Linked DNA regions of Mus musculus: all the other regions are linked to region 3. A link is a contact called in public HiChIP or PLAC-seq and promoter capture Hi-C data. All regions are on one chromosome and are shown on one strand. The core of a region is the stretch at or near the end of the contact, and the rest is flanking DNA. Distances in the headings are between cores, read along the strand shown. Region 1 overlaps Ttc7b (tetratricopeptide repeat domain 7B). Region 2 overlaps Ttc7b (tetratricopeptide repeat domain 7B). Region 3 holds the start of Psmc1 (protease (prosome, macropain) 26S subunit, ATPase 1). Region 4 overlaps Ttc7b (tetratricopeptide repeat domain 7B).

Evidence for each region. Promoter capture Hi-C pulls out the DNA fragments that hold promoters and counts their contacts. HiChIP or PLAC-seq counts read pairs in DNA pulled down with a chosen protein or histone mark.
Region 1: a contact with region 3 is called in an H3K4me3 HiChIP or PLAC-seq map of pro-B cells, with 5 times the contacts expected there. The contact joins the enhancer-like site here to the promoter of Psmc1 in region 3. A contact is called at or near these places in 8 of 39 promoter capture datasets (the 3T3-L1 cell line, the C10 cell line, embryonic stem cells and 3 more), 9 of 115 datasets of contacts at active chromatin or transcription factors (T-cell acute lymphoblastic leukemia, acute myeloid leukemia, effector CD8 T cells and 5 more) and 3 of 9 other capture datasets (adipose tissue, embryonic stem cells and liver).
Region 2: a promoter capture Hi-C map of pre-B cells shows a contact between it and region 3, with 8 times the contacts expected there. The contact joins the enhancer-like site here to the promoter of Psmc1 in region 3. A contact is called at or near these places in 7 of 39 promoter capture datasets (embryonic stem cells, hematopoietic stem and progenitor cells, hippocampal neurons and 3 more), 29 of 484 Hi-C or Micro-C datasets (B cells, CD4 single positive thymocytes, CD8 T cells and 18 more), 8 of 115 datasets of contacts at active chromatin or transcription factors (the SCID.adh cell line, T-cell acute lymphoblastic leukemia, embryonic stem cells and 4 more) and 3 of 9 other capture datasets (embryonic stem cells, liver and macrophages).
Region 4: a promoter capture Hi-C map of stem cell-derived epiblast-like cells shows a contact between it and region 3, with 3 times the contacts expected there. The contact joins the enhancer-like site here to the promoter of Psmc1 in region 3. A contact is called at or near these places in 5 of 39 promoter capture datasets (embryonic stem cells, hippocampal neurons, pre-B cells and 1 more), 12 of 484 Hi-C or Micro-C datasets (the CH12 cell line, the G1E-ER4 cell line, bone marrow-derived macrophages and 6 more), 7 of 115 datasets of contacts at active chromatin or transcription factors (the SCID.adh cell line, T-cell acute lymphoblastic leukemia, bone marrow-derived macrophages and 3 more) and 1 of 9 other capture datasets (embryonic stem cells).

The regions. Positions count from the first base shown.
Region 1 is chr12:100,501,969-100,506,748 of GRCm38.p6, reverse strand. The region is part of intron 1 of Ttc7b (tetratricopeptide repeat domain 7B); the gene reads left to right. Among named protein-coding and RNA genes, the nearest start is that of Gm36375, 9.1 kb to the right of the region's middle. Within about 2 kb of position 1,783, at least 60 of the 459 cell types and tissues checked have an H3K27ac peak or open chromatin away from gene starts, as enhancers often do. A contact at or near this core is called in T-cell acute lymphoblastic leukemia and pro-B cells, where this site is marked.
Region 2 is chr12:100,479,857-100,484,578 of GRCm38.p6, reverse strand. The region is part of intron 3 of Ttc7b (tetratricopeptide repeat domain 7B); the gene reads left to right. It overlaps Gm36375 (elastin-like), which reads left to right. Exons shown (of 2, transcript XM_006516439.4): 2 at 1-4,722. Among named protein-coding and RNA genes, the nearest start is that of Gm36375, 13 kb to the left of the region's middle. Within about 2 kb of position 2,173, at least 16 of the 459 cell types and tissues checked have an H3K27ac peak or open chromatin away from gene starts, as enhancers often do.
Region 3 is chr12:100,108,671-100,113,373 of GRCm38.p6, reverse strand. Psmc1 (protease (prosome, macropain) 26S subunit, ATPase 1) reads right to left here and starts at 3,172. Exons shown (of 11, transcript NM_008947.3): 1 at 3,163-3,172; 2 at 990-1,043; 3 at 222-318. The coding sequence starts at 3,165.
Region 4 is chr12:100,463,822-100,468,502 of GRCm38.p6, reverse strand. Ttc7b (tetratricopeptide repeat domain 7B) reads left to right here. Exons shown (of 20, transcript NM_001033213.1): 4 at 2,193-2,323. Among named protein-coding and RNA genes, the nearest start is that of Gm36375, 29 kb to the left of the region's middle. Within about 2 kb of position 3,047, at least 33 of the 459 cell types and tissues checked have an H3K27ac peak or open chromatin away from gene starts, as enhancers often do. A contact at or near this core is called in stem cell-derived epiblast-like cells, where this site is marked.

The DNA of each region.
Region 1 (4,780 bases), core at 534-3,033, 390 kb before region 3:
TGGGCCAAGAGTCATAGCTTTCTTAGCCTGATAGCACTTAGATTACCTCACAGTTAGAGAAAAATCACCCAACACAAATACCTGGGTGCACACATGGGTGATGTGCTTGCAAGGATGATGGAAAGCCACCCAAACATTTTGAGGGAGTCCTTTCTACATTAGTAGTAAACTTGGAAAAGATATTCACAATCTAGAGTATTGGTTTTTATTTTACACCATTATAAAGTTGGAAACTGGGCTGGCGAGATGGCTCAGTGGTTAAGAGCGCCGACTGCTCTTCCGAAGGTCCCGAGTTCAAATCCCAGCAACCACACGGTGGCTCACAACCATCCGTAACGAAATCTGATACCCTCTTCTGGAGTGTCTGAAGACAGCTACAGTGTACTTACATATAATAAATAAATAAATCTTTAAAAATAAAGTTGGAAACTTATTAAGTTCATTGTAAATGAGGGATCTTCTGTAGAGTACAAGATGAATGAATGCTCACCCCATACTGTCTGCCTTCTCGCAGCCCTTTACCAGTACAGCCACTCTTGGGACATTATATGGGGAGTCTAAAGTAGCCTGTCCATATGTATAATTTCAATGTTATTTATTGGGAGGAGGGGCATGCATGAGCCATAGTATCCATGTGAGGTAAGGGACAACTCTGTGGGGCTGGCTTTCTTCTTCCACCTTTCCATGGATCCCTGGAATTGAACTCAAGATGGTAGACTTGTCTCTCAGGCCCCATTCCTCCTCCTCCTTTTTTCTTCCTCTTCCTTCTCCTTCTTCTCCTCTTCCTCTTCTTCCTTCTCCTTCTCCCTTCTCTTCCTCTTCTTCCTTCCTCCTTCTTCTTCCTCCTCATCTTCCTCTTCCTCCCTTCACTGCCTCCCTCTCTGCCTCTTGCTGTTTCCACACAATAATACCATTCTATACACCCTCTTTTCTCTCTTGCTTTTTTTTTTTTTAACCCTCTGTCTTTGAGATTATTGGCTGTTACTATGTAACAAACTGGCTCAAAATGCAATGCCTTACAGCAGACTGTGACCACAGGGCTGGGCCTGGTGCCTGCTGCTCTTGAATGATCAACTTAGGCCTGAGCAAGTCCACTGATACCCACAGATAGTCAGATGGAAGAGGAAGTCCACTGATAACCACAGCTAGTCAGATGGAAGAGGAAGTGAGTCCTCCCCTTTCTAAGCTTCTGTGTCTATCATAGCTTACATTATCCTGTTGCTCAGCTTGGAGAGTTTGTTGAAGACAGGGCGCATTCATATATTTAGGTGACACAGATGTGCTTAAATAATTCTGGCTGTTTAATTTGTCTAATGGATGCGTTATGTTTCATTGGACACATCAACATTCATCAAACAAGTCCCTATATGTATTGTTTTCTGTTCTTTACCATTTCAGGCAGAGCTGTGTATAGGAAACTGTCTCTACTATGCATTTGTACTCAAAGATGCAAAGATCCATGGGAAAAGTTCCTAGACCTGGAATTCCTGAGTCAGATGATACAGGTCTATAAACTACTATATAGAAATTGCTAAATTGCCCCTGGAGGCACTCCTGCCGATTTATATTCCTGTCAATACTACTTGTTTGTGTCTTATCAGAACACTTAGGAGTTGGGGGAATCACAGGTGCTGAAAATACCATTACCTGTCACAAAAGGCCAGATGGGGGGGGGGTGTCACCAACATGACACAGGAGAAGCAGAGAACCCAGCTGTCTCAGCTGTGTGACAAAGGGGATGATGCTGCAGAACCAGCTCTTCTTGAATAGAGGCTTGTCTTTCCCCTCTTGGGTCACAGCCACACCAGGAATGGTTTGAATAGAGCTAAGTGACATATGAACTGGGTGGTTGAGATTTCTGTGTTGGTGTCAAGAACTCCACAAAACAGAGAAGAAACCTGACTTTTTTTTCAGTATCAGATCTCTGCATACCAGCTGCTTAGCCTACCAGGGAGCTGCTCTGAGGCAGACAAAGGCTACAGCCCTCCCTCTCTTCCTTGGGGTACCAAAGAGCCAAGTGCTCCAGGCACTGAACTGTGGTGGCCATAGGACTTGTAGATTTTCTGTTTAGAGCTGAACCAGGGCCCTGGGTCCATCCACTGAGGCTAACATCTGCCCTCTTTTCTGGCAGCGTTTGGCTGATGGTTCACCTCCGGCTTTAGCTCTGTTTCAGTTACTGGAATACACTTTCAAACCAGTCTGACTCAGGCCCCTCACACCCCCTACTCACTCGGATTTTCCCAGAGTCCAAGCCGATGGGGCAGGAAGAGGATTCCAAAACCACCTGTCCAGGTGGAATCTGCAGCCTAGAGCCTGAGGGGCTGGAGTGAAGGCTGACCATGTCTAGATGCCAAAGCCTGGATGGTTTGTGCCTGGCATGTGGGAGAGAGGGTGTCAGGAACTGTCTGGGTTCAGAGCCCAGCTCCAGGATGTACTTTCTCTCTGCTGCCTGTTCTCTGTGTGAGATGGCAATGGTGATAGTCTCAACAGCTTAATGTTGCTTTCAGGAATTGCTTGGTACATGGCCTCGTGCTTAGTAAGAGCCTGGTATGGCTGGGCTGATAGTCAGCGGTATCCACTATTTCTTTACTCTGATAATGCTGCAGACCCCGGGTGCACAAGGAGTGGATTTAGAGAGCTTTCCGTCTCCAGTGTTACTATTCTGGGATGTAGTAGGTCCTTCATGAAAGAAAAGATCAGTCCTAGTAGCTAGTGTTGCTTAGCACCTGCTACGTGCTATATTGCATCTCTTGTGTGATTCTTACGATTGCCAGCTGAGGAAACCACTGCTCAGAGAGGTTAGGTGAGTCTTCTGTCCCATACAGCCAGTAAGCCTGGACTCTGGCCCCAGGCTGCCTAAGCCTGAGACTCTTTCCACCTGGTGCTGCTTGGGCTTCTCTGTCCTGGAGGCCGAAGGTCTGGCCAATCTGCAGGGTGGCTGCTCCCTGTGTAGCTGGAGACCCTGCCTGTGCTTTCCACAGTGCCTGGGGAGTACTTTCTGGGACAGGAAGATGCTCAGATCTAAGGCTTTTGTGGGCAGAGCTCAAAGGGCAGGCCGCCATTCCCAAGTCACAAGTGGAAATTGAAGGCAGCTCTGTGTCTGTTAGCTTTCTCTAAGGGTCTCTGAGCTTGTTTCTGTTCTGTACGTTGTTTTTGTGACTAAGCCAGGGGGAGAAAGTTAGTCTCCATAGGTCCACACTTGGGGGAGTGAAAGTCTGTTTGATCCTTTCTTCTTTCTACTTAATTCTTTAATCCATCTGAAATTAATATTCCCATGGCTTGGGGTTCCTTCTTCCTTTTTGCCTCATTGTCCCAGCATGTAGCCAGATACTTCCGGCACTAAGAGCTGGTGTAATGATGACTGCATCTTTTCCTGCTGGTAGACTGTGAACTGGGGATCCATGGGATTCTGGCAAGTACAGGTAGAGTCCAGCCACCCAGGACCCCTTGAGTATTAGGGCTGAGTCTGTTTCTGAAAGGTATTTTGGCAAGAGCTCTTGATGTCTAATTCTCTGTTTTGGCTGGAAGAATGAGTGACAGGAAACTGCCCCCCCCCCCCCCAGGACAAAGAAAACATAATTTTTTTGGCAGATTAAAAAGGGAACCTAGAGAGTAAAAGACATTGAGAAGTGATTTTGGTAGCATGCTAAACTAAAGTCAGACCATAAGCTCTGTTGGCCAGGTATAGTGAGAAAGCGCCTGCTAGTGGAAGCCTGTTTCTTCTTTGACAGATCTTAGGACACTGTAACCTTCCTGCCCCCTTCTCCACTGTTCTCTGTCCTTTTCATCCTTGACTCTGGTGAGAGTGTGCCATTCCTTTCCCTCAGCCTGGTGCCCTCCCACTGGGTTCACCAGTCTGGTCCTACTCTCTCCCTGAGGTGTAGCCTCCATTTAACAAATGGAGGACTGATGCTGTCAGAGGTCACGTAGTGAGAAGAGGTAGCTAAGGTCCTCCTCTGCTGTTGTAGGTCTGGGAATTCTGCCGCAGGCCCTGCAGCAGGGAGATGGGTGTGGCTGTGGGAAAGCAGTGAGAGGAGCCATCAGTGTGGGTGCACAGGATGCTTTCTTAGAATGCGCCTCTGGGAACTGAGGCTGAGGTCAAATCTAGGGCTCACTGTATTTTCTCTTTCTTTCCCCCTTTCCTTAAAATATACAGGGGTCCAATGGTAGAACTCTTGCTTAGCAAGCTTGAAGCCCAGAATTTGATTCTCAGTACCATAAAAACCAAGTATACAGAAAAGGGTTGGCATAGATTGATGATCAGTGATCTTATCATTATTATAGTTAATAAATATCCTGACATCAAAACTTGTAGCTTTTAAGAGAAAGTTCTACTTTCCCCCCTGTAAGTAATATAAAAGGATTTGGGGCCAGGCATGGTAGTGCATGCCTTTAACTCTAGTGCTCTGGAAGCCGAGGCAGGAGGATCTTTGTGAGTTTGAATTCCAGACAAGACTAGCTTGGTCTGTATAGTGACATGTATTCAGCCAGAGCTATATAGTAAAGACCCCATTTTAAAAACAACAAAATAAAACAAAACAAAAACAAGAAAAAAAAAAAACCCAAAGTGAAAACCACTGAGCTCTGCTAGCCTTCTGCACACTAACACTCCTGTGATCCTAGCAATGGGGGCCGAGTAAAGGGATCACAGATTGCAAGACAGCTTACACGGTGGTGGTGGGGAGTTTTGGGGGTTGTTTAAAAACAAACTAATAAGCAAAAGATTCTGTTCTGTGTATATCTTTATAGATAAAAAATGTAAATATGCTGGGCGTGGTGG
Region 2 (4,722 bases), core at 924-3,423, 370 kb before region 3:
TTTTTTTTTTTTGGATATGTATGTCCATTTAAACATTTTATTCTAAGTATTCAGTTCTTTTAAGTGTTACTCTGAGTAGGATTGTTCCCTGGTCTCATATGAGATTGCTAAGTGCCATTGGCATGTGGCTGGTTTCCTTGTGTTGCTTCATTTTCCACAACCCAGATGGACTCTGTTAGCTTGGAAGGGTTTTTAAAGGTATGTTTTTAGCGTTTTCTATATAATATTATAACATCTGCAAATACAGATGGTTTTATTTCTTCCTTTGTGTCTTTTCGATGCACATCTGCATAGCTGGTGCTTCCTTATGTTCTCATTAATGGCGGCGAATGGAAGTGACCGGAGCAGACATCCTTGTGGTAGGGGAATTTTATGATCAAGTTTGGGTTATTGAGTTTTCTTTTATGACCTTTACCAACTCTGAAAAGTATTCTTCTGTTTCTAGTTTGTTGGATTTCTAAAAGTCACGCATGTGTGCTAGAGAACACAGGGTACTTGTTCCCCTCCGATGTGAAGGTCCTGTAATCGGTGTGCCTCATCCTTTTTGTATGTTGGTTTCCGTATGTTAGCTCAGTCTTGTATTCCTGGGATCCATCCCATTTGGTCATGGTGTCTAATCATTTTCTGTGTAGCTGGGTTTGGGGTGTTAATCTTGTTGAGGCTTTCTATAGCTGTGTGCATACAGGACACCTGTGGTCTCCAGGGGAAGGCTTGACTTTGTCATGAAGACTGATGTCAGAAGATGAATTGGAGAAGTATTCTCTCCACTTTGGTTTTTTGGCACTACTTAGACATCCACGTGTACCTGGGGTTTTTTGGGTTTTTGATTGCTAACTCGGTCTCTTGTTACTCTGTTACCTTAGGCTTTACCAGCCTCTCCCGCTCTTCACAGCTCTGCGTATGGTGTCTGCTGCCATATTGGTGTCTGTTGTGGTGGGTTTTTTTTTGCTTTGGTTTGACTTCCTTTTGGAGACAGTTTCTCTCTGTTGCCCAAACTTGCCTTGAGCGCTCAGTCCTCCTGCCTCTGCCTCCTGAGTAGGAGTTAAAGCTATGCATCATCTGGCTGTATGGCACCAGATATCCAGCTAGGGCATCTTTACAATGGACCTCCGAGCTAGTCTATAGGGACAGACAATCTTGGCTGTTTTTAGCTGGTTCCAGTTTCAGGATTGACAGCTTTGCAGATCCTCAGCATTTCATCCTTCAGTGATAATTTGAACAGTGTTTTGCCCATGTTTTAAAGCAGACTCAGTGTGCATAGTCAAAGCAGACAACCTTTACTGTGCATGCAGTTGATTGACAGCCCTTACTGTGCATGCAGTTGATTGATTGACAGCCCTTACTGTGCATGCAGTTGATTGACAGTGTCAGTCTAGTGAACAAATTCTGCATCTTCTCTTGCCAGGAAGCTGCCACCTATTGGCAAGTTTTAAGGATGAGGCTAGGCTTGAATGAATGGATAAGTAAGAATGATCTTTCTGCGCAGGGCAAAGAGAAGCTAGGAAGGAATTAAACAAGACTGGATAGGAAGGGATTAAAGACTGCAGGGAAGGAGGCTTGTGGGAGGCTGTGAGCGACCCCTGGGCTCCTCCTTCCTCTGTGTCCTACCTCTCAGAGGCTCTCTTCTGCAGGCTGCACTTTCCCAGGGTCAGTCAGCTGCCTTGCGGCTTTGGCCACCAGAAGGCACTGCTGGAAGACATCGGGTAGGATGAGAGAAAAGTCACAGTATGTCCAGCTCCTGACAAATGAAGTGTCCCTCTCTGTTTAACTCCCACACAACGACCCCAGCTTCCGGGCCCTTTCAACTCCACCTCCTCTCTCTGGCCTTTCCAGCTTTTGGGATGGCAGCAGCTTCCTGCTGGTGCCAGATTCCGGGGTGGGTGGGTAGCCATGTTGCTTTTCTTTTTCATCTTTCATCTCTTATGCAGACAGTTCCAAGCATCACATCCCTTTCATTTCAAAAACTAGCATGCTTCCTCTGTTCTCATTGGTCCCACCTGATACCAGTGGTACAGCCAAGGCCTAGATTCCAAGTAGAGGGCTGCACCAAGGCCAGGGCAGACACGTCAGAACCGGGAGGTGTTTGAAAGGGAAGTGGCAGGCAGTGGGGACAAGCTGTGTGTAAGGGGCTAGCGAGACAAGTGTGTGTGGGAAGCGTGAAGGTAGTTCCAGCCCATTAGACAGGAACGCCCAAAGCAGCTGAGCCTCAGCCTCGGGAGGAGGCTTCCCTGGACCTTAAGGAACCTATGGGACTGGAGCTGAAGTGAGGAGTTCTGATCACCCGGGAGTCTGCTCAGCCTAAAAGGATCTCTAGGGTCCTGGCTTATTGGTCAGAATTAAAGGCTTCTTGGTATATAAGGTGGGGTGACTGGAGCTCACTGTGGAGAGCCACAGTGCAGGAGGAGAGCAAGGACTGATTTGATGCTCCCAGTGGTGACAGGGTTATCTGGAGGTAGGGTACTCAGTGGAGCTCTGGTCTCAGGAGAGAGGGGTCTGAGTAACATGTGACTTCCCCTCTGTGTGCTTCCTATTGCGGCAGGTGATGTTCACGTACGATGAAGGCAGCAGCTAGACAGAGACCTGAGTGTCAGCTCAAGTCAAGCTGAAATTAAAAGTCCACAGTAGAGTACAAGTGTCCCTGTGCTCAGAGCTTGGGTTCCCAGTGAGTTTTCTGCTGAATGTAGGCACACTTTTTTTTCCTTCCAGAGTTGTGGCCGGCTCCCAGATGGCCAGGCTGGCCTCATATCCTGCTGTGTTCTACCCACCCACCCCTTCTCCAGGCCGCCTGCTGCCCACTCACCTGCCCCACCTCCTCCAGGCCCACTCCCTAACTGGCTCTGTCTTCTTCTAGCTCGTTGCTGTTCTCTTGTCCCTTAGCTCTGGTCTCAGGAGAGAGGGGTCTGAGTGACATGGGACTTTCACCCTCATTGACACTGTTTGTTGCATGCAGACCCCACCCTCCTCCCGCTGGTTCCACACAGTCTAGGTTGGCACTCTGCTTTGGTTTAATCGTTTCCCTTCTGCCACTTGCCTTTCCATAACTGTATCATTAATTAATTAATTCATGGGATTAGCAATTACACGGGCACATGGTCTAGGCTGGGCAGTGAAGCTGTGCCATGTCCACGCTGCTTGCCTTGCTTCTGTGTACAGAGGAGGGGTGGAGCTGCCTCACAGGCTACCCTACCCGCACGAGACCGTTTGTTAGCTTTGCCCTGGCATGCCGGGTACACAACTGGTCATGAACTCTACTCGGATAGACACTGGTTGTTAAGTCGGAAGTGAGGGAATTTCAGCGTGTCTGAAATCCTGTCTATTTAGATGAATATAGATGTGGTCCAGCATGCTTTGAAGCACATAATCTTGTCTGTGGCTCCTTTCCTGCTGACCCTCACCTCCAGGTCTGTGGACTGCCTCCCATCTGTCTGGCTAAAGAGCCTTTGTAATGCAGTTAGCTCTTGCACTGTGGCAGTCGGGTTCCTCCTAGAATCTCCTAGGGGCCCGGACTTGCACCAAGTCTGATTTGGGCTATCACCCGGCCTGGCTCTTGTGTTTTGACTAATTGGATCCCAGGTGCAAGCCTTGCTTGGTCACAACCCCTCCTAGTCTTCTGTGGCTGCCAAACCATGTCTAGTGCTCATTTTCTTCCCCCAGATATTCATGATGTGTTGGAAATGAAGAAGAAAACACACACACCCATATTTGGAAAGCTCAGAGCTCTCTTGGGGGCGGGAGCAGGGCACAGACTGTTCTGTGGACAGCGAGGTGTTGCAGTGTGGCGTAGGGTGTAGCTGTTCACAGCGGGCTGGGGAGAGCGCAGAGCAGGAGAAACAGGAAGCCCCACTTTGGCTGCATGTCCCTGCCCTGTGCCTTGCCCAGTGCCCATGAGAGGTGGCAGCTTCTGTGCAGAGAGGCCTCAGGGTATGTAGGGACTACTGAATGCTGGGTTCTGGGATGTAGTACTAAATTATTGGTGGTGATTGCATCTTGCAAGGTGTCCTAAACATGTCCTAACCACTTGGCCCTATTCCCCTTGATCCTTGCTACCCTAAAGACAAGCATGGCTACAGGCCCCATTTAAGAGAGCTGGTGGGAAGATTCATCACTCCACCTCTTCACGGTTGTGTCACCGTGAGACTGCACACCCTTAGTGACAGAGGTTGATCCTGGTTGTGTTGAGGTCCTTTGAACAGCAGCTCTTAGAACCAGTGTAGACTCTGCAGGAGGTTGTGGACAGACAGCCTTTACTAAACAGTGCAGGCAGCCCTCAGACTTTTTTGTTTAAGGATATCTGGGACACTTTGGAGTTCCGGACAGGTTTTAAAAATCCAGAACCCAGAATTATATAGCAAGATGATAAACCAAAAGCTGTGGCTTAGGGCCACATCTGTCAGGATCACAACTTTTTGCAGGGGTCAGAGGTCGTTCTGCAGTAGGTGGGCAACTGCCACCAGGGGTCGCAGGAGCCTCATCAAGACTCAGACAGGAACCACTGTAGCGCATGCGCAATTGCTCCTTTCCAGGTGCATCACATACCTTACTTAAATTTACATGCCTCAGTACAGGGGAACACCAGGGCCAAGAAGTGGGAGTGGGTGGGTAGGGGAGTGGGGGGGGGGCATGGGGGACTTTTGGGATAGCATTTGAAATGTAAATGAAGAAAATACCTAATTTAAAAAAAAAGAAAAAAAAAGAGTTTTAAACATGTCCAATAGCTTATAA
Region 3 (4,703 bases), core at 1,923-4,422:
GCTCATGGCTCATGGTTAGCATGAGACAAACTCATGTAACTTCTATGCCAACCCAGAAGAGGGCTCCACCGGAGTTAGCAAGTGGAAAGGGGTTATATATAACCAGAGCTAGCTTCATTCAGTCTCCGCAGTACTCCCTGCCTCCCCTTGTACTCCATGCTACATGCAGAGCCGTTTTCCTGGGGGTGGGGGGAACAGCAGAAGAGCAGAGCGTTCGTTACCCAGTGGCAGTTTGCTGGCAGCATCTGGTCCCTTTGTTTTCTTCTTCTTTTTCCCCACTCTAGTTGGGACAGGAGGTTCGTATTTCTTTTTCTTGTCCTTTAATTTTTAGAAGAGTAGGAAAAAGAATGGAAACCAGAAAAAGGACATTTATTTTTGTATTGCTACCACCTATTTCTAGGAGGTACAAATGTTCTCATCTTTTAGGATATTTACAATAACTACTCCTTTTATTAATGTTCTAAATTAAAATATGGTTACATTATTTCCTTCTTCCCGCTCATCCCTACCTCACAACGATGGCCTTTTTGATTATGGTTATACACACACACACACACACACCCTTCCTAATCTGTAAAATGACCACCTTTTGAAAAGCAGACTTCATACTCCTGCTCACTTAGTAAGACCTAACTGCAGCAAGTAAGTGTAATCTCTTTAGAGAGATGGCAGCGACTCAGATTTTTTCAGTAAGTAGACCAAGGTCAAAATTGATTTATTTGTTAAGTTTGGTGAGGTGAGGCACTTCTCACACCTCAGTAAGTTAAACACTTATAGGTGATCTACTTTAAAACTTCCACAATGTTCATGTTTAAAAATCATTAACTCAGGGCAATACGTTCTTTAAAAATGAAACCGGTTATGCATCTGTATACAAGGTTACCAAGATCACTACATCACTTTGCTTCTTAAAGGTTGTGGTACCATACAGAACTCGCCGAGACCTAAGGCAGTTTCTATGGCCCGATCAGATCTTGCTTGGTATTTACCTTGTCATCCTTCTTGCCACCCCCAGGACCATGGCCACCACTCTGGCTTTGACCCTGAAAGATAAAAAAAGACAAAACACACATAAATTCAGAATACTATCACTTCACTGGTACTTTGGCTCTAAAACACAAGCACCCCCACCCCCACCCACTGTAATGTGTGGAAAATGAGTACCTGGGCTCCCAGGTATGCACTTACTGTGTAGACATTACTTGCCTCTTAGAACCAAGAGCCATGCGACAATGAGGAGCCAGTAAGAAAGCTGGCAGCCAGAGAGCACCCCTCTCAACCGGGAGGTTCAGACTTGCCACCCTCTAATGTCAGTTACCTCCCCGACTGTGAAAAGAGACTCGCCACGCATGGTCATTTACTCTCTCCAGAGATCCACAGGACCCAGAAGACTTTCAGCAGCAACCTACCAAGCTCCTATCCTGACAGCCTGGGACCCAGACAAGACTTCCTTCCCGATCTGAAAAGCTGTCATCTTAAAACGCATGAAAAGCTCATCGGGATTTCTGACTTTAAAACAATGCTTAACACTGGGCGATGCCTTAAATGGTGGTCCTTTAAATTCCTGTGCAAAGATATGTGGTTTAGTGTACGTGTGGGTCTGTGCCCGCATGCCGGGGCACTCGAGAGGAAGCCAGAGGGCGACTTCCAGGGATTCTTTCCTTCTGCCTTGTGGGTCCTGGAGTCAACTCAAGCTGCCAGGCTTCATGTCGAGTGCCATCCCATCTGCCCAACAGTGGAGCTTGAAACAGGAGTAACAGTGGACTCACTGATTCACCACCCTAGGGAAGCACCTCTCACTACAACACTGGTGGCTTCAGTACCAGGACAAAACCACCTCAGAAATGATGCCAAGCATAAAGCACATTCGACCACACGCAAGGCTCGGACCTACTCAGAGCTGGAGTTACAGACCATTCTGGAGCCTGCTGGCATGCATGGGTGCCGGGAACCAAACGTGGGTTCTCTCAAAGTGCAGCAGGTGTTCTTTACCCCTGAGCCGCTTGATTCTCAAAGCCCCCTTGATACACAGGCAGATAAAAGGACCAAGGTCCAGGGAGGTTAACGGCCCTGTATATTGTCACAAAGCTTGTTAGACAGAAATCACACTAAGTTCTGCTGTCTCTCAAACCCAGAGGGTTTCTCAACTGCTCTAGAAAAGAAAGGATTTGTGCCCCACCAATGGTCACTGGCTGTATTTCTGTTTCCTCATTAAAATGGGGACATTAATAATAATCTTCGGGGTTGTTCTAAGAAGTAAGAACAACTCTGGGGAAATGCCTGGCGCATGTTCGGGATACTTTTTGTTTGTTTGTTTGTTTGTTTGCTTTTCCGAGACAGGGTTTCTCTGTGTAACTTTGGCTGTGCTGGGACTCACTCTGTAGACCAGGATGACCTCGAACTCAGAAATCCACCTGCCTCTGCCTCTCGAGTGCTGGGATTAAAGTCGTGCGCCACCACCGCCCGGCTTGGGATACTTTTCAAAGTCATCACCGGTCCTTTGTGTGCTCTGGCCTTCACCTACATTCAGATGCATTGGCCTGGCAGCTCATGATTCGGGCGGACTTCAGGGTTGCCTCCTTTTGCATTTCCTGACCCTCTGCCCTGCCCGGGCTTCGCTCAGCTATCAGTACAGATTACTCCCTTACAACCTTAATTTAGGCCTCGATTTAGATTTCACATCCACGAAGGGTCCTTCGCTGATACCCTAACAAAACCAGCCACCTTCTTACAACACAGCTACGTAACGATCTGGCCCGGTCCTGTTCCCTGACATATTTATTGTCTCCCTGCTCTAGAACGGAAGCGCCATCATCAACCGTGCTCGCCCGGTAACCTCCGTGCCTACATCTGAATCCGGCTCAACCAACCAAACCGGAGAGCGCTGAGCCGTCTGCGGAGAAACACTACGCTGGCTCTGCGGCTCAGCCGCTGTCCCCAGCGTCGGCCGGGCTGTCCCACTCGGCTTCAGCCCTTCAGCGCCTGCCTACTCGAGCGGTTCACAGCCCGGTCTCTCCCTGGGCGCCGTGCATCCTGCCCGCGTCCGCCAGGGAGTGAGATCCGCTCCGACCCGCGATGAACCCGAGCGTCACATCGCCTCGTCCTCCCGCCTTGGGGCGCATGGATGTTTGAGACGACCAGCCGAAACCCTTAGTCACTCACCATCTTCCTTCAGTCCTCCAAATCGCCACCGCCGGAAGTGCATCCACCAAAGCGACCCGGACAGAACGGAAGTAACTTTAAAAAAAAAAAAAAAAAACAGGCTACGGAAGCCTATCGGGACCAACTTCCTCACGGGCGAAGTTGAGCACGAAGGGCTTATTTCGGCGGTTTGGTACAAGGATTGGTTAAACATGTGGGCACTTAAAATAGTTTACTCGAGGGAATTCTAAGTAGCTGATCTTGGGCTTTTGTCAGTAACTTAAGACAATGATCTTGGACGTTGGAGACTTGGGGAAAATATGAAAATTTTAGAAATTTAAAAGGATGCAAAATTATAATTGGGAAGAAGTATTTATGTCAGGCAGGAATGGCGCTTGGGACTGAGAAGTTGATGTGTACACAGCATTTATGATCTTCTTTAGTTTCTGAACTTTGTAGCTCTCTTGAAAATAGTTCTTTGCCGAAAGAGATCTAAATGTGTGCTTTTTTTTTTTTTCTTCCCTCTGATGACAAGGGACTGATGATGGTGGCTAATACTGTGTTAAAATTACCCTTGAGGCGCTGGAGAGAGGGCTCAGCAGTGAAGAGCAGGGGACCCACATGGCAACTAACAACCATTCAGGGCACCTGTAAGCACGTGATGTGCAAACTCATACATGTAAACATAAACAAAGTAATTAAAAATTAAAAAAAAAAAAAAGACAGGACACTGAATGTGGAGAGAGTCCAAGTATCACTGAGGAGGGACACAAACTGGGGCTTGGGGCCCCAGGCAGGTGTTACACATTGTTATTAATTAGTGTTATTAATGTTAACGATAAATTCTTTAGCTTGTCCATGTAAGTACTCTTTGTGTTCCTATTCCTAAGTAAGAGTTTGAGGGATAGGAAATCTGACTCCCTAATTAACAGCTACTTTGAACAAAAGAACTGGTTAGTCAAACAGCCCGAAGGACCTGGCTATTTTGAGTACTCCACAGACACACTGAGAACTATACACAATCCCAGTTGATGGCCTTAGCCGTTCCCAACACCTTGTATCAGACCTTTTGCTATCATTCAATGAATTTCAGAAGACCCTGCCATCATTTCTACCTAGCCCAGGTGGGGCTATTTCCCCTGATGGTCCAGCAGACAGAAACTGTGTGTTGTAAGGTGAAGGTTAAAGGGACAAGGTGACTGGTGCCAACACAAACCTTCATCAATACCCACGTGTGCTATGGTTATCTGAATCTTTATCTTGCTATATATACAGGCTGCTCCAAGCTTGCTGGGTGAGTTGGCTGGAGGACACTCCATTGCTGCCTCCCTGGATGTTGTAACATGAGGCTCAATAAAAGACTTCCTTTGGTCTTGTCTTGCCTGCTTTGATGGTAAAGGGAGGAAGTTAAATTTACTCTTGGGAGGCTGGAGACATGAACTGGTAGCACAGAGAAGCAGCAGATGTGGTGAAGGCAAAGGCGGTGGACCAACGGTGGCAGCAACGTTTAGATGTGTGATTGGGCGCTGAACGGCAACTGGATTGTTTGACAGCAGTGTGAG
Region 4 (4,681 bases), core at 1,798-4,297, 360 kb before region 3:
GCCAGCCCTGTTATCATAAAGTACTACAGAGGTCTATTTTATTTCTATGGGTATTTTGCCTGCATGTCTATCTATGCACCACATGCATGCAGTGCCCACAGACAGTATCATATAACCCAAGACTGGGGTTACAGATGGTTATGAGCTGCTGTGTGGGTGATGGGAGTTGAACCTGGGGCCTCTGGAAGAATAGCCAGTGCTCGTAATTAGTGAGCCATTCTTCCAGCCCTTCAATAAGACTTCTAAAACCTAACAGAAGCTCTGGCAGAGCTACTGTGGTGACAGAGCAGTGACTACTGACTCCCAGGGGACTATGCTGACTGCTGGCTCCCTATGAATAAAGGTGGCTCTTCTCTTTGTGCAGCCTGGTGCTCTCCTGTGACTATCTGTGGCCTAGGGGCATTTGCACTGTGCTGAGAGCAACTTGGATGATGCCCTTTTTCAAGAGGGTGCATGTGAGGTTTCAGATTTTTTTTTCTTGATACTTTGTGTGTCCACTTCCCTCTGTGGAGTGGAGTTCACTTTGAATACTAACGTGTGTGTGTGTGTGTGTGTGTGTGTGTGTGTGTGTGTATGTATGTCATGTATGTATGTCATGTATGTATGTCATGCATAATGGTATATGCCAGGCAGGAGACTAAAGACCCATTAACTGTCTGATTTGAAGGAAATCACTTTCTTTATCATGACAGGTCTCCACTTCTTAGCTGTAAAAGAGAATTGACCTTTTTGGTCCCTTCTAATTCCAGACTCAGACTTCTAAATGAGCTGGGTGCATACCATGTCATAAGGCACTTGAGGCAACAGAGATCCTATTGTGAAAACCTGCTAGTCCTTCCCCCACTGTGTCTGGTTTCTCTAGGGGGTTGAAGGTCGGTCAGCACGGGGGTCAAGAAGTGTCTGCTTGTCCTCATGTTGTTATTTTTTCAGCCTTTCATGCTTTTGTACATCTCAGCCCTGAACTCTACCCTAGCAAAGAGTTTGCCCCATCTATGAGAAAAATACCTTCAGGTTTCTGGGTTTTCTCTCGGTCCAGAATCAGCCTCGTGGTTTAATTACTCCTAAGCTTGTAGGCCTAAGTGTTGGTCCTAATGTAATAAGATTTCCCAAGTTTCTAAGTAATGTTCCCTCAGAGAATTGAAAACTTATTCCAAGGCATGCCCCAGTGACCTAAAGACTTCCCACTCACTGCCACGTCTTAAAAGATTCCATGACTTCCCTGTAGCACCTCTGGGGGTAAAGGGGGGACCAGGCTTCTAACTAAAGGCCTTAGGGGACATATAAACTCTAAACTAGAGTTGACAGGCTTGCTTATTTTAAAAAATTGTTGAAAAGCTTTGGGCATAGTTGAGTGAGGGTCTTTGTATTAATCAGAACCATCCTGGGACATGGTGAGTTGGAGATAAGACCTTTAGTTAACTGCTAGAACCCTAAAGGGAGCTGCTGGCATACTTCCATTCGTGTCTAGAGTCCTGGGCACCTGAAGATCCAGTGGCATAGGTTTCAGCCAGACAGCTAGCAGGCCCCAAGCAAGAAGCCAGTACTTCAGTTCAGACAGGGAAAGACCATGCTTGCCTTTCTCCCAGCTGATTGGATGAGGCCTGCCCACGTAGGGAAGGGAACCTGCTTACTCTGTTTACCAGCCCAAGTGTAAGTCTCATCCAGAAAACCCTACAGACATACCCAGAAGGTTTGTCCCGATGTCCTAGCATCCCGTTGCTTGGTCATGCTGATGTCTAAACATGACCACCATACTACCATACGCTTCAGGACTGAAAGAGCTCGTGTGAAGGCCCTCTCCAGTTCAAGCTGAGTTCAGGGTGAGCCAGACTGCATGTGGTGTGAACTGAATGGCCCCTTTCTTCTGCAACTTTAGATATTCCTTCTGGAGCTTCATTTTGATATTCCATTTTGTCTTTAAAAGAGAAGACAGTCAGGGTGTGGGTGCCCTGTGCCTTTAACTGAGAAGCAGAGAGAGGGGCAAGTGGATCCTTGGTTTACTCAGGGAATCCAGACCAGCCAGTGTTACATAGCAAGACCCTGTCTAATTAAAAGGAAGTCAGGATAGAGGATCTGCTTCTCCGATAGCCTCTTGCAGAGCCGACCATTCTGTGACCCTGTGCATCCAGACTTAGAATCATGTCCTATGAAAACCAACTTGTTCAGTTTCTATGTGTTTGCTTTGCTCTTAGGACTTTGTTTAGAGAAACTGCCTGTTTCGTCCTCTACCAGTAATCTCCATGTGGACCGGGAGCAGGACGTCATCACCTGCTATGAGAAAGCTGGGGACATTGCACTCTTGTACCTCCAGGAGATAGAAAGGGTAAGTAAGGCCATATATGTTCACTCCAACTGATACCACCCCGCTCCGTGTGCCCACATCAGATTGTGGGAATTGTAGCCGACCACTGGAAAGAAAGCCTTTGCCTTACTTGTCTGCCCCTGGCACAAACTCTGCTTGCATTCCTGAGTGTTATGGAGGAAGTGGTCATAGGTATGGTATTTATAAAAGTAACTGGGTCAGTGTGCAGATACAACAGTATGGGTTGTCCATACCTTTACCACTCTTCTCCCTGGTTAAGATTCATGCATCTTGCTGGGCGGTGGTGGTGCACGCCTTTAATCCCAGCACTTGGGAGGCAGTGGCAGGTGATTTCTGAGTTCGAGGCCAGCCAGCTCTACAAAGTGAGTGCCAGGACAGCCAGGGCTACACAGAGGAACCCTGTCTCGGAAAAAAAAAAAAAAATCCATGCATCGTTACTTGGTCTTCACACCAGCAGGTATTTACCTGGGTTTTGGGTTGCTTTACCTTGATAGTGTGGCAGAGGTCTTCTGGGTCTTTAACTAGTGTGTTTGGAGCAGGTTGTGTGTCTCCTGGGACTGTCTGCAGAGGACCGAGCAGTCAAGTGGTCTGTGTCAGGGTAAGGAAAAGTAGCAACTGACAAGAATGTCACAGAAGCAGAGACTGAGGGAGCAGAGTTGGCTTGAGGCTGGATAGGGTCAGGGATGAGGCCAGGGCTGGGCCAGGGCTGGGGCCAGGGATGAGGCCAGGGATGAGGTCAGGGGTGGGGCCAGGGATGAGGTCAGGGGTGGGGCCAGGAATGAGGTCAGGGGTGGGGCCAGGGCTGGGGTCAGGGATGAGGTCAGGGGTGGGGCCAGGGGTGGGGTCAGGGCTGGGGCCAGGGCTGGGCCAGGGATGAGGCCAGGGCTGGGGCCAGGGATGAGGTCAGGGTGGGGTCAGGGATGAGGTCAGGGGTGGGGCCAGGGGTGGTGTATTAGTCAGGGTTCTCTAGAGTCACAGAACTTATGGATAATCTCTAAATAGTAAAGGAATTTATTGATGACTTACAGTCGGCAGCCGAATTCCCAACAATTGTTCAGTCGCAGCTGTGAATGGAAGTCCAAGGATCTAGCAGTTACTCAGTCTCACGCAGCAAGCAGGCAAAGGAGCAAGAGCAAGAGCTAGACTCCCTTCTTCCAATGTCCTTATATTGTCTCCAGCAAAAGGTGTAGCCCAGATTAAAGGTGTGTTCCACCACACCTTTAATCCCAGATGAAAGGCATAGCCCAGATTAAAGGTGTGTTCCTTAACTCGGAGATTCAATCTTCTGGAATCCATAGCCACTATGGCTCAAGATCTTCAAACCAAGATCCAGATAAGGATCTCCAAGCCTCCAGATAAGGGTCACTGGTGAGCCTTCCAATTCCGGATTGTAGTTCATTCCAAATATTGTCAAGTTGACAACCAGGAATAGCCACTACAATCCACCCCTTGTCAACTTGACACAAATAATATCTCATGTTCACATGAAACAATAACAAGGTTGTAAATACGCCTAACATGATATAACTATCCCTCGTACAATCGCAAACGCATTAGTAAATTTACAATGGGCATTCATATTACTTTATAATCCTCGTTTCTGCAACTGGTTACGTGGCCTTAATTGGTATTTATAACTACCTTCCTCTACTACCCATTCTGTATTTCCTTCACCTTCAGCCAGCACCTCAGCAGGTCTTGGCTCTTTTCCTGGAGGATTGACCCATACCTTCATTCCTGATGGGTCTGCGTCCTTTGTCATCCTGCTTGGATTAGGCTGTTGTAGTTTCCCATTGACTTTAATCACAGGACATGGTAGTACTAAGAGACGCCCTAAGGGATCTCCTACACTCCAGACATAATCTTGCTTACCACCATTGTGAAGAGGTAATCCAATTTCCCCATGGTAATCTGGATCTATCACCCCTCCTAACACTGTTATTCCTTTTTTAGCCTGTTGGTTTAAGGGCATTAGAAGCCCAAAATGACCAGGGGGAAGTCTGAGCTTCCAGTTCAATGGAATGTTTGTTGTAGCTCCTGGTAGGAGCACTCCCCTCTCTGGAGCCAAAACTTCTAAGCCAGCAGAACCTAGAGTTATGGGGACAGGAAGCAAAAATTTTCCTAGAGGGTCACTAGGAGTGATAGTAAGTGGAACTATTCCGTTTTCCACACCTTGATTCCTGGACCCATGAATCCTGGCTATGGGTGAAACTGTACCATATATCGAGCGCTGATTCAAAGCATATACTGCCTTCTGAAGAACTCTGCCCCAGCCTTCCAAGCTGTTACCACCTAATTGGCGCTGTAACTGCATCTTCAAAAGGCCGTTCCATCTTTCTATCAGCCCAGCTGCTTCAG